Regions from separate parts of the Mus musculus genome. Here regions 2 and 3 are each linked to region 1. Evidence: chromatin contacts called from public promoter capture Hi-C data. All regions are on one chromosome and are shown on one strand. Each heading gives the region's core, a stretch centred on a gene start, on an enhancer-like site or on the middle of the called end of the contact. The rest is flanking DNA. Distances are from core to core; before and after follow the strand shown. Region 1 holds the start of Rps5 (ribosomal protein S5). Region 2 holds the start of Zfp78 (zinc finger protein 78). Region 3 holds the start of Zfp954 (zinc finger protein 954).

The links. Promoter capture Hi-C pulls out the DNA fragments that hold promoters and counts their contacts.
Region 2: a promoter capture Hi-C map of second pharyngeal arch cranial neural crest shows a contact between it and region 1. The contact joins the promoter of Zfp78 here to the promoter of Rps5 in region 1. A contact is called at or near these places in 5 of 39 promoter capture datasets (cranial neural crest, frontonasal cranial neural crest, maxillary cranial neural crest and 2 more).
Region 3: a promoter capture Hi-C map of pre-B cells shows a contact between it and region 1. The contact joins the promoter of Zfp954 here to the promoter of Rps5 in region 1. A contact is called at or near these places in 3 of 39 promoter capture datasets (cranial neural crest, frontonasal cranial neural crest and pre-B cells).

What each region holds. Positions count from the first base shown.
Region 1 is chr7:12,920,200-12,924,115 of GRCm38.p6, forward strand. It overlaps Rps5 (ribosomal protein S5), which reads left to right and starts at 2,112. Exons shown (of 6, transcript NM_009095.2): 1 at 2,112-2,189; 2 at 2,774-2,882. The coding sequence starts at 2,775.
Region 2 is chr7:6,361,242-6,365,157 of GRCm38.p6, forward strand. Zfp78 (zinc finger protein 78) reads left to right here and starts at 2,067. Exons shown (of 5, transcript NM_001025163.1): 1 at 2,067-2,106.
Region 3 is chr7:7,119,375-7,123,290 of GRCm38.p6, forward strand. It overlaps Zfp954 (zinc finger protein 954), which reads right to left and starts at 2,102. Exons shown (of 5, transcript NM_172738.3): 1 at 1,849-2,102; 2 at 1-36. The coding sequence starts at 1,926.

The DNA.
Region 1 (3,916 bases), core at 862-3,361:
AGAGAGCCAGAGTCAGGCAGATCAATGAGTTCAAGGTCAGCCTGGTCTAAAGAGCAATTTGAAAGCCAGCCATGACTACATAATCGGACTTTGTCTCAAAATACTAATAACAATGCTATTGGTTTTGGTTGGGAGTTTGTTTGTTTGTTTTTGTTTGTGGTAGAATCTTATGTAGCCCAAACTGGTCATAAACTCACTATGGAGTGGAAGGTGGCCCCGAACTTCTGGTCCTCCTGCTTCCAGCTCCCAAATGCTGGTAAGCAAACTTAATTTTATCTGTGCAAATCAATTTCTGCAGCATTTCTCTTTTTTTTTTTTTTTTTTTTTTTTTTTTTTTGGGTTTTCGAGACAGGGTTTCTCTGTGTAGCCCTGGCTGTCCTGGAACTCACTCTGTAGACCAGGCTGGCCTCGAACTCAGAAATCCGCCTGTCTCTGCCTCCCATGTGCTGGGATTAAAGACGTGCACCACCACTGCCCGGCTACAGCATTTCTCTTAACCTATGGCCCATATTCAGGAGCCCCTCATCTGCCCTCTGTCACCTAGTAGGTAATACGGAGTCTATAAAAACATCCATTATCAATCACTGTAGTGCAATGTCAGCTTTCAAAGATAAGTAGGGTGATACCCCCAACAACAACGATAAAATTAGGTAAGATTCCCGAAATCCCAGTTTTCCCTCCCTCCACACACACAAGGTATGAACTGAGATATAGAGAAGAAAACGGGGTGAGAATCTCTCTTCTCTCTCTCTCCCTCCCTCTTTCCTCTTCTCTCCTCTCCCCTCCCTTCTCTCCTTATGTTTGTTGACACCTTTCCTCTCTTCTCTTCTCTCTCTCTCCCTCCCTCCCTCTTTCCTCTTCTCTCCTCTCCCTTCCCTTCTCTCCTTATGTTTGTTGACACCTTTCCTCTCTTCTCTCTTCTCTTCTCTCTCCCTCCCTCCCTCCCTCTTTCCTCTTCTCTCCTCTCCCTTCCCTTCTCTCCTTATGTTTGTTGACACCTTTCCTCTCTTCTCTCTTCTCTTCTCTCTCCCTCCCTCCCTCCCTCTTTCCTCTTCTCTCCTCTCCCCTCCCTTCTCTCCTTATGTTTGTTGACACCTTTCCTCTCTTCTCTCTCTTCTCTTCTCTCTCCCTCCCTCCCTCTTTCCTCTTCTCTCCCTCCTCTCCTTATGTTTGCTGACACCTTTCCTCTCTTCTCTCTCTTCTCTTCTCTCTCCCTCCCTCCCTCCCTCCCTCCCTCTTTCCTCTTCTCTCCTCTCCCCTCCCTCCTCTCCTTATGTTTCATCCCAGCAGTTGGGAGGAGCAGAGGCAGATGAATCAGCCTGGTCTAAAGAGCGAGTTCCTGGACAGCCGGTGCTACAAGGAGAAACCCTGTCTCCAAAACAAACAAACAAACAAACCCACCCCTGGGGGTGAACCTGCTGGCAAGGTCTCTCCCTTATTAGTACCAAATCACTGGGATCTCAGATAAGTAAGTCACCTAGGAGATCCCCGGGCTGCCAACCCCTCCAGGACTCCCCTCTATGTATCCCTCCCCGGGGAGGTTCACGAATGGCGGTCGGAATCTACTGTCCGCGATTGAACCTGAGGAAAAAAAGCCCAGACAAGCGTGGCCAGAGTGATTAAAAAGGAAGTGATCCCATACCGGAAGCCTGGGACCCGCCGAGCATGGCTTGCGGGAGGGGAGAGGGTGGGGCCCGTGCTTGTGAACCCGGATCGGTGGTAACCACAGGACCCGACTCCATTATTTTGGTGAGAAAATGTGAGCCGAGCTGGTTGCCCTAGCTAAGAATCCACCGTCCATGGTTCCTGGGTTTTGCAGCCTAATTACGGAGAGCGTGGACTGGACGTCAGCACTACTTAGATATGGCGGCGTCGGTCTCACCAAAGTTTCTGCGCATGTGCGCCGACTCAGAAGCCTAGCTAGTACTTCAGAGGTCCGCCAGAAGACGGGCGTGGCGCTGTTTCTAAAAGTGCGCATGCTTTACCCGGCTCAAAGGGCGCCTCTCATCCTAGCGCTTGATTGGTTGGTGAGCACGCTGTTTTCATCTGCGCGTGCGTCTCTACCTCTGACCCGGAAGTTTTCGCTTTGCATAAAAGCGCTAGTCCGCTGCGCGCGGCCTCTTCCTGTCTGTATCAGGGCGGCGCGTGGTCCACGCCGAGCGACTGAGAAGCCCAGTCTGCGCCCTCAGGTGAGGCTGCGGAGGGACACGGAGTTCAGAAGAGGTGACCATGAGTGTTCTAAGGCACATCTGGGGGGCCGGAGGCCGAACCTGAAGCCTGGGCGTGACCGCTTGGATCTCACCGTTTCTCTGCGAAAAAGGGTGCCTAGGGAAACTCGGCACGGGCCGAGTTAGTCTTCGCCTCTTGTTTGCACTGTTTTGACTTCATACTTTGCACACACGGGACTCCAGGGAAATCACTTGGGTCATATACCATAAACATAAATCTAGGTTTGCTTAGTTTTGTGATGACTCTTTTGCTCAGTACACGTTCTAAGTGCACAACGGAAATCTGATGGGAGCTGATGAGTATACGGCTTCATGAACCATCATACTGTGGTCCATGTACCAGCTGATTAGCGGGGTGACTGCCGAGTTACTTTAGAATCCTGAGTGGTTTTCCTGGGTTTGGAGAGCTGTTCAAAGCTTTCTGGGTCTCCCCTTCATGTCCCAGTTTGCCACAAAGTGAGAGTTCGTCTGAAGAGTTTGGGGTCAGAGTGACTGCTCCAGCATGTCTAGGCAGTAACGGTTTCTTGCCATTCTCCTGTCCCCAGGATGACTGAGTGGGAAGCAGCCACACCAGCGGTGGCAGAGACCCCTGACATCAAGCTCTTTGGGAAATGGAGCACTGATGACGTGCAGATCAACGATATTTCTCTGCAGGTAAAAGGAACTTAATGATTGTTCTTTGTGATGATTTTTTTAATTGAGACCAGGTGTGGATGAGCTTCTAGTTCAGAAAAGGGCATAAAACAACCAGTGGATGTACAAGACAGGTAGAAGAGCAATAACTGGACAGCTACACCCACGCCTAATACAAACTGGCACTAAAAGATGTTAGAGTGTGGTTTTTATCCCGTATTTTTCTAATCGTGTGTCTCTTGAGACAGAGTCAGGGTCTTGCTGTGTAGCCCTTGCTGGCTGCCTGGAGCTCTTTGAGATCTTGCCTCTGTCTCCCATGTGCCACTACACCTGACTTGATGTCCCCTTTCGTTTGTATATTCAGTTAGTGGGTATCAATTGAAAAGATGGCTTTAGTCAACTGAACCATGTTGGCACCCTTGTCAAAAGCAGTTGGTAAGCTGCTATCAGCCTACAGCAAGAGGAATTTGAGTATGAGACCAGTTGGTGCTATGAATGTTCCCTGCTGCCCTCCCCTGAAAAATGTCAGTTGGCTATGGGTACTGTTATGGCTAAGTTAGTATGGGAGCTATTTGCTTTGCCCTCATAACCCATTTTGAGGTAATCTCATATAGCTGAGACTGGCCTGAAACCCTGTCTAGTGGAAAAAGCTAATATCTGCATTCTGTCCCGAGTGCTGGGATTGAAGGTATATATCACCATTCCAAGTTTATCCCACTACTTGACATTGAACCCAGGGCTTTTTACAAAGCAAGCACCCTACCAACTCAGCTATATCTTTCGGCCCAGTTGTCTATTTTGTTCAAAGGAATTAAAGTATGTCTACTGTCTGTAAAGATACCACAGAATGAGCTTGTAAGGTGGTTCAGCCTATAAAGACAGTTACCACAAAGCCTGACAATATAAGTTTAATCCTTTGAATCCAAGGTAGAAGAATAGAACTGACAGCTGCAAATTGTCCCCTGACTTGCGTACATGCCCAAAATAGAAGGGAAAAAGAAACAGCAGGACCTAGGCATTAATCTAAAAGATTTTCAGTCTTGTCTAGTGAGTGT
Region 2 (3,916 bases), core at 817-3,316, 6.6 Mb before region 1:
AGCACAGGTGGTAGAAACTTCAGCTTAGAGTCAGAAACACAGGTAAAACAACTGAAGTTTGGGAGTTCCATCTCAAACAGTGGGGAGTTTTGTAGGGCCAAGCCTTCAATTCCAGGTACTGTCAAAACTGAATTGATGACAACTAGCAGATATCTTTTATGGAATAGGTTTTCAAAGATGTTGAAATGTTATCTGAAGAAATCAGGAAATGTATGACACACCCTCCCTACTTTATATTTCTTTATAGCCCCCCATTTGTCAGGTCTGCTTTATCTGTGGAAATTAAGATCCAAGAAGCCAGGGAACTGTCTTTGCTTCTTCTCTCTCTTCATCCACATGGCCTCGTTTTATTTGTTTCAGCTTTTAATACAACTATCGATTTCTTGGTTCTTCAATGCAGGGTTAATTTCTAGTTTGGCAAAAGGCAGAAAAAAAAATCTGACTCTTGGGGTTGGGGATTTAGCTCAGTGGTAAAGTGCTTGCCTAGCAAGCCCAAGGCCCTGGGTTCGGTCCTCAGCTCCGGAAAAAGGAAAAAAAAAAGAAAAAAAAAGAAAAAAAATCTGACTCTTATATTTTGGTTCCTATGACATTGTCGTATTTGCTGCTTCCAACATTATGACATTCCCATTTTGTAGGTGAAACATATGCTGGTTTGCTGATCCCAGAGGTGATCAACATGAGTGGGAGGGAGGAGACAATCAGATGTAGAATAGTGGCTGTTTTTATTGTAGCAAAGCTTTCCCGCAAAGATCAAACTTCCAAGCCTTGCGTCGTGGGGGCTCACACCATTGATTTCAATTTGGAAGAAAACGAATGGATACAGAAAGATCAAGAGTTACCCATTTCGGAGGTTAGTCTGGGCTAACCACCTCAAATCTCCCTCTACAAAAATTATAATCTCAAAAACTAACAATAAAGATCGAGCTTGGTTAAGTAAGGGACAGTGACATCAAGGAGGCTCACAAAAGAGTGTGAGGGAAGCCTCACGAAAGGGTGGGGAGCCTAACAAAGAGCTGGCGCAAGACTCGCCCTAACCGACACGGCTAGGAATCCTGGGCAACCCTTCTGTATAATCACGCACTCAGCCACACACTGTCACAGCTCCAATCCGTTCTGCAAACAGTCTTAAATGGTGCCTTTCTCCTCAAATTCTGCCCTTTTTCTCTGACTCCTCTGAGAAGCCGCCCCTTCTCCTTCAAGCCCCGCCCTCACCTCGGGCTGCGGGGAGAACCTCCCTACTTGCTAAGCCCTGCCCCTCATCTCAGAATGCTGTAAACCCTCCCCTTTTCTGCTTAGCGCCAGGCTCACCATGCACTACGCTGAAAACCTGCTCTTTCGCCTCAAGCCCCGCCGCCCTCTAGATTTTGCTGAGAACCCGCCCCTTCTATACTAAGTCCCGCCCTCTAGAATCTGCTGAGAACCCGCCCCTTCTTCAAGCCCCGCCTTCACCTCTGACTGTGAGGAGAACCGCCCTACTGGCTAAGCCCCGCCCCTTCAGATTGCCGAGAACCCACTCCTTCAATGCTTAGCACCGCCCTCACACGAGCCGCTGAGAACCCGCCCCTTCTCCTCCAAGCTCCGCCCTCACCTCCGGAGGCGGAGACCAACCGTTCTTGCTAAGCCCCGCCCTCACCTCGGATTCTTCTGAGAACCCGCCCCTCCTCTAATCCCTGCCCTCACCTCACCTCACACAGAGCTGAGAACCCGCCCTACTTGATAACCCCGCCCCTCACCTAATACGGATAAGCTCCCGCCCCTTACCCACTTAGTACCGCCCTCTCCAGGGACTCTGCTGAGAACACGCCCCTTCTCCACCAAGCCCCGCCCCTTACTCCAGTTTCTTCTGGGAACCTTCCTATCTAAGCCCAGCCCCTCACATCAAACTTCTGAGACCCTTGCTCTTCTCTGCTTAGCTTTGCCTTCACCCTCAGTCTAAGAAACTGTTCTCCGTAGTACCCGCTTCTCATCGCAGACTTCGCTGAGTACACGCCCCTTCAGCCCCACCTTTCTCAGATTAAGCTCTTAGGTCGTCGCTGGCAGAGGCTGCGCTTGCGCACACATAGCTTGTAGGAAACCTCCCAGCGTTCCTCGGTTGACAGCGTCTGGGTAAGGCAGCTAGCGGGCGCTTGTTAGGGAGTGGGAGCCCGAGCGCTGCGGGCAGGGGAGATCCTCGTGGTCCCTGTGTTTTCTGTCTGGAGGTAGGCAGGCGGTTGCGTGGAATCTAGGGGGCACGAAAGCTCAGACGACTGGGCGTCCGGATCTAAGTCTGTGCTTGGGTGTGCCAGGCCCGTGCGTGTGTGAAAGGAACTGGGCTGTAAGTTTTCGGTGTGAGAGAGGGAGACAGAGTCTGAGAGAAATAAGTGCTGTGATTGTGAGAGAACTGTGAAATGTATGATGATAAGTGTGTCTTCCAGTGATCTGCATTACAGCACTTAAATGCTTGGAATCTCCAAAGTAATAAATACCTTGTTGACTGCTCTTGATTGATGGCTGACAAGACTCAAGGTAGTTTCAGAGTCGGTGCTGATCATCGCAGACGCTAAACGGGATTAGAGGATCAGTCCCAAACCCCATCCAGGAGAGGACAGGAGCTGAGGTTGATCACCAGATGCCAGTCCTTTTGTTGATGTTTCGAGACAGAATGTCATGTAATCCAGCAGTCCTCAAACTCTTTATGTAAGTAGAGGATGAGTTTGGAACTCTGATCTTCCTAACTCAGCCTTCCAAGTGCTGTAATTACAGGCGTGTGCAACCCACACTCAGATAAATGATTTACACAGCCATGCTTACGTGATGAAGTGTCCATAGCGACTCAAAAGGAAAGGATTCAAAGAGCTTTCTGACAGGAGTATTGTATCCCTGCATAGAAATCCTGAGAGGCCGTTGAGGGAAGTGGGTAAAGTGAAGATAGGATTGTGTTGGAGACTTCAAGATGTTGGAGATACTAGAGTCGTGGGGTAGCTGCAGCCTGAGTGTGGAACCAGCCCAAGACAGAGAAGTACGTGGCAGTCAGCAAAGCTGAAAGGATTCGGAGATCTGAATGACACAGAGATGCAGAATTTAGAGTTTGCCCTGCTTGTTTTCCGTCTTTGTTCTTTGGTCCAGTATTGATTTTCTTATTGTGCTCCTTTCTCTCCCTTTTGGAATGTGTTTTTATTTTTAAAGATTTATTTATTTTTGCTTGTATGGATATTTTGCCTGCATGCACAAATATGTACACCAAATGCATGGCTGGAGGCATGGATCTCCTGGAACTAGAGTTACAGGCAGTTGTAAGCTGCCATGTGGGTGCTGGGAATTGAACCCCAGTCCTCTAGAGGAACATCCAGTGTTCCTAACTGCTGAGTCATTTCTCCAGCCCCACTTTTGGAAATAATGTGTATGCTTTGGCATTGTATGTTGCGAGCATGTGATCTGCTTTTTAATTTTGACTTTACAGGGCTACAGTTATGAGATTGCATGAGTCTCAGAAGAGATTTTGACTTTGGACTTTAGTGTTGAGACTGTGATAGACTATGAAGGCCTTTGAAGTTGAACTGAGTGCATTTTTGCATTATGATATGGCTACAAGCCTAAGGGGGCCAGGGAGTGAAATGTGCTGGTTTGAATAAGAATGGCCCTCATAGGCTCATATACTTGAATGCTTAGTCATCAGGCTACTACTTGAGAAGAATTAGAAGGTGTGGCCTTGTTGGAGTGGGTGTAGTCTTGTTGGGGTAGGTGTGGCCTTACTGGAGGAAGTATGTCACTGGAGGTAGGCTTTGGGGATTCAAACGCCCAAGCCAGGCCCAGTGGCTCTTTCTTCCTGATGCCTGTGGTTCTGGGTGTAGAACTTTCAGTTACTTCCCCAGAACTTTGTCTGTCTGTCTGTCTGTCTGCCTGTGTGCCACTATGTCCCTACCCTGATGATAATGAA
Region 3 (3,916 bases), core at 852-3,351, 5.8 Mb before region 1:
TTCCTGGTTGGCAGGTTTCACTGAATACTGGGAAACCTGTAGAAAAACAAGGTTGGGAATAATAAGCAAGAGTGTTGGTATCCCAAAATTTCACCCAAGTCCCCTCTCATACATGCAGTCGGGTACCCACTGGGCTCCATCCCTTAATGGTGTCTCTTACTGGGTGACCTTGGACAAAGAATCAATCTCTTCAGTTTGTTACCTGAGGATAAGCATGGCAGCCTGTCTCAGTTACTGCTTTGTTGTTGTGAAGAGGTACCATGGCCAAGGCAACTCTTACAAAAGCATTTAAGTAGGGCTTGCTTATAGTTTCATGGGGGTTAGTCCATTATCATTATCATGGTGGGAAGCAGACTGGTGTGGTACTGGCACAGTAGCTGATGTGAGCTTTGCGTCCTAATATAGATGCAGCAGGAAAGAGGGGTGGGGTTCGGGCAGAGAGAGACACTAGCCTTGGCAAACTCTCCCAGCTACACACTTCCTTTAACAAGGCCACACCTCTTAGTTTTTCTCAAACAGTGCCACTCCCTGGTGACTAAGCATTCAAATACATCAGCCTATGGAAATCATTCTCATTAATACCGCCACACAATCCTAGCTCAAAAGGAAAGTGATTGCACCAAACTGAGTCCTATGCGTGAAGTACTCAGTACAGCTGTTTCCTATGCACCTCACTAATGCTTGTGTCGAGAATTTCACAAACACACAATTGTTTTAGAATGTATAGGTTTATCTATATACAATTGGGAGGCAGGTGGTGGTGGCTTTCATCTTTAATCCTATACAGAAAAAGCCTGTCTCAAAAAACCAAAAAAGATGTCAGGCAGTGGTGGCACGCTCCTTTAATGCCAGAACTAGGGAGGCAGAGACAGGTAGATCTTTGAGTTCAGGGCTAGGCTGATTTACAGAGAGAGTTCCAGGACAGTCAGGGCTACACAGAGAAACCCTGTCTCTATAAAAAGCCAAGGGGAAAATGAAAAAAAAAAGTTATTGGGTAAGCATGGTGTGCATCCCTTTAACTGCAACACTTGGAAGGCAAAGGAAGGCAGATCTCGGAGACTGAGGCAAGCACTGGCTACATAGGCCAGCCAGACCTGAGTTCCAGGGGGAAAAGTAGTTAACACAGCAGACTTTAGTTAAATGCTGAATGTTTTCACATAAGTAAGTAAGTAAGTAAGTAAATGAATGAATGAATAATAAAAGGGAAAGAAAGTACTACTTTAAAGTCAAACAAGCAGGAAGTGGGAGGTCCTGCCTTTAATCCAATCACTCTAAAGGATTGCAAGTTTGATTCTAGCCTCGTTTACATAGCCTCGTTTACATATGTCTCAAAAAAATTCAGATATTTGAAGACTAATCTCTCCCTCTATGGTCTACAACCCTAACTGCTGCATTAGTCCACAGCATTTACCTAAGGATTCATAGATCTCTGTCTCCATCCACATAACTTCATCCTTGCTCAATATTCCCCCGGAGATGCTTGGGAAAGTTTGAATAGATCAAGTTTCACCTCTGTTCAAATCTTCCATGGCTACCAGTCTCTCTATAAACAAAAGTCAGGTCCTTAGGGGTACTGGGCCCTTTTTCCCTCATCTAAAACGCCAGTAGAGGTCACCCCAGGGCTCTGTCTCCGAGCTCAGGCCCGCCCACAAGCCTTGGGAGGTACAGTCCAACAGGCACTGTGAGTCAGAGGGGATGGCTCTAGCGATCTAGCACACAGATGTCAAAAAACATTATTTCGTTCATCCGTACCCTACAGTCGGGGACATGAACGTCTGCCCTGTTGGCTCCTGACCCAGATCTCAGTGCTCTAGAACTCAGGTAGGTGGGCGATCACTAGGCACTCACCTGGGGCAGGGCTCCACCCGCAGCCTCCACAATCACCATCGGGCTCCAGAGGATGGTGGGGCCCTGGGAAGTCGCCATCCGCACTCGAAGCCTGGATCAGATCACACGAGCTGTCGCAAACCTCAGATCCGTCTCTGTGACGGGGGACAAACGCTTTTAACGTGCCGGCTTTCCTGCCATGGCCAAAGCAGATGACACCAGTTTTCTGTGAGCCATACTGACGGGTCCAGGAAGTTACAAAGAACCTCCAGCACGCAAAGCCAAAAGTCCCGCCCAACGGTTCTCGCCGTCGCTGAAATGCCCATTTTCATTGGCTGAGTTTCATGCAATGTTTTCTGGGCAATGTAGTTCATGCAGGAGCAAATTTCTGCGATCCGGACACAACTGCCCTGCTTGACAAGACCAAGTTTCAGTGGATTTCTTGGCACTGGCGTGGAGACTATTTTCTCCACACCGTTTTCTACCTTAGGTGAGTTAGATGTGGATTAGAAATAGTAGAGGCTGAGTCACAAGGTCAGGCTTGCTGGAACTCTTAAATTACAGAACTGCAGGCAGAGGCAGGTAGATTTCTGTGTTTTCGAAGCTGTCATAGTGTGTTCCAGGCCAGACAGGGCTACATAGTGAAACCTTGTTTTATTTGATGTCTAGAAATACAGGAGACGGGCAAAGTTGAATTTTGCATTTGAGACATTTGCCTTGTGTGAAATGATACTCGCCAGGTTCGTGGGCTAATAAATACAGAAATGGTGACCATGGAAGAGGGGAAAAGGACATGTTTGGATTGGATTCAAAGATTCCTTCACCACAGGACTCTAGATTCAGACACTTCTCACACCACTATGGAGTCGTCAGGATTAATGCTTCTATTGTGCTAAGAGAAAATTAAAGGAACATTTAGGAACATTTAGGAAGCTTTGCTGTACTCCCCCCCCCCCCCAAGACTGCTCTGGAAAATGCGAACACGGGCGTATCTGTAATCATGACAGTGTCCGCAGAAGTCCTGTTAATTTCATGCATATCGCTTCTCCACTTTCCCCTTCTGCAACTGTCCCGGTTTCCCATGGTCCACATTGTCTGAACTACAATACCCAGAAGAGATGGCTCATACACCTTTAATTCCAGCACTTGAGAGGCAGAGACAAATGGATCTTGGAGTTCAAGGCTAACTTTCTCTACAGAGCAATTTCCAGTAATACACAAGAAACCCTTTTACTAAAAGAAAAACAAGGTTGGAAGGTAGGAGCGGAGATAGGTTTTGTCTTCTGACATCTGGACAAGTCTGAAATCTGCTGCCTTAGTGTGACTGATTCTAAGCCTTAAGTAGGAATGCCTCTATTCATGAGCCTCTCAGGTCAGCTGGGTCAGCTGGGCTGCAAACTCTTGATGCAGATGAGATGGTACATGGTCCCCGGTCTACTGATGTTACAGAACCCTGGGGTCTGGATAATGAGCCCAGGCACAGGGCTGATGTCCCTGATAGCAATCCAGTCCTAGAAGGTTGTTTTTATTGTTTTTATTTTTACTCTCCTGAAGATTGTATTTCCTTTCTGTGCCAGTACTACTCCTGTAAACATGTGAACATTACTAAGATACTCCAGACTTTCTGCAAGCAATGTGGCAAGCACCAGCTCCACAAAGTGGTACAGTATAAGATGGACAAGGATTCTTTGTCCAAGGAAAGTGGCCTCACAACAGAACAGAGTGACAATAGTCAGATGTAGCCTGCTCTTTGCCTAAAGGCTGAAATAGCATCTAGTGCTTTTAACTGCTGAGCAATCACTCCAGCCCTTCTTGGATTTTGTTTTTTTTCTTTTGTTACCCTTTGATTCAAGCCAGGACAACGAGTGACAAAACAAGTTTCAATGACTAAATTGAAGTCCCCTATGTTACATATATTAAATATCCTGCCACATTGATGTGAAAGGTAACTGATACAGCTTTCATAGCTATCAGCCCTTCTTTAGAACTGTTTGTATCCCAAGGGTCCTTTTTCCTTTCTTCTCTCTCTCTCTCTCTCTCTTCCTTCCTTCCGTCCCCTCTTCCTTCCTTCCTTCCTTCCTTCCTTCCT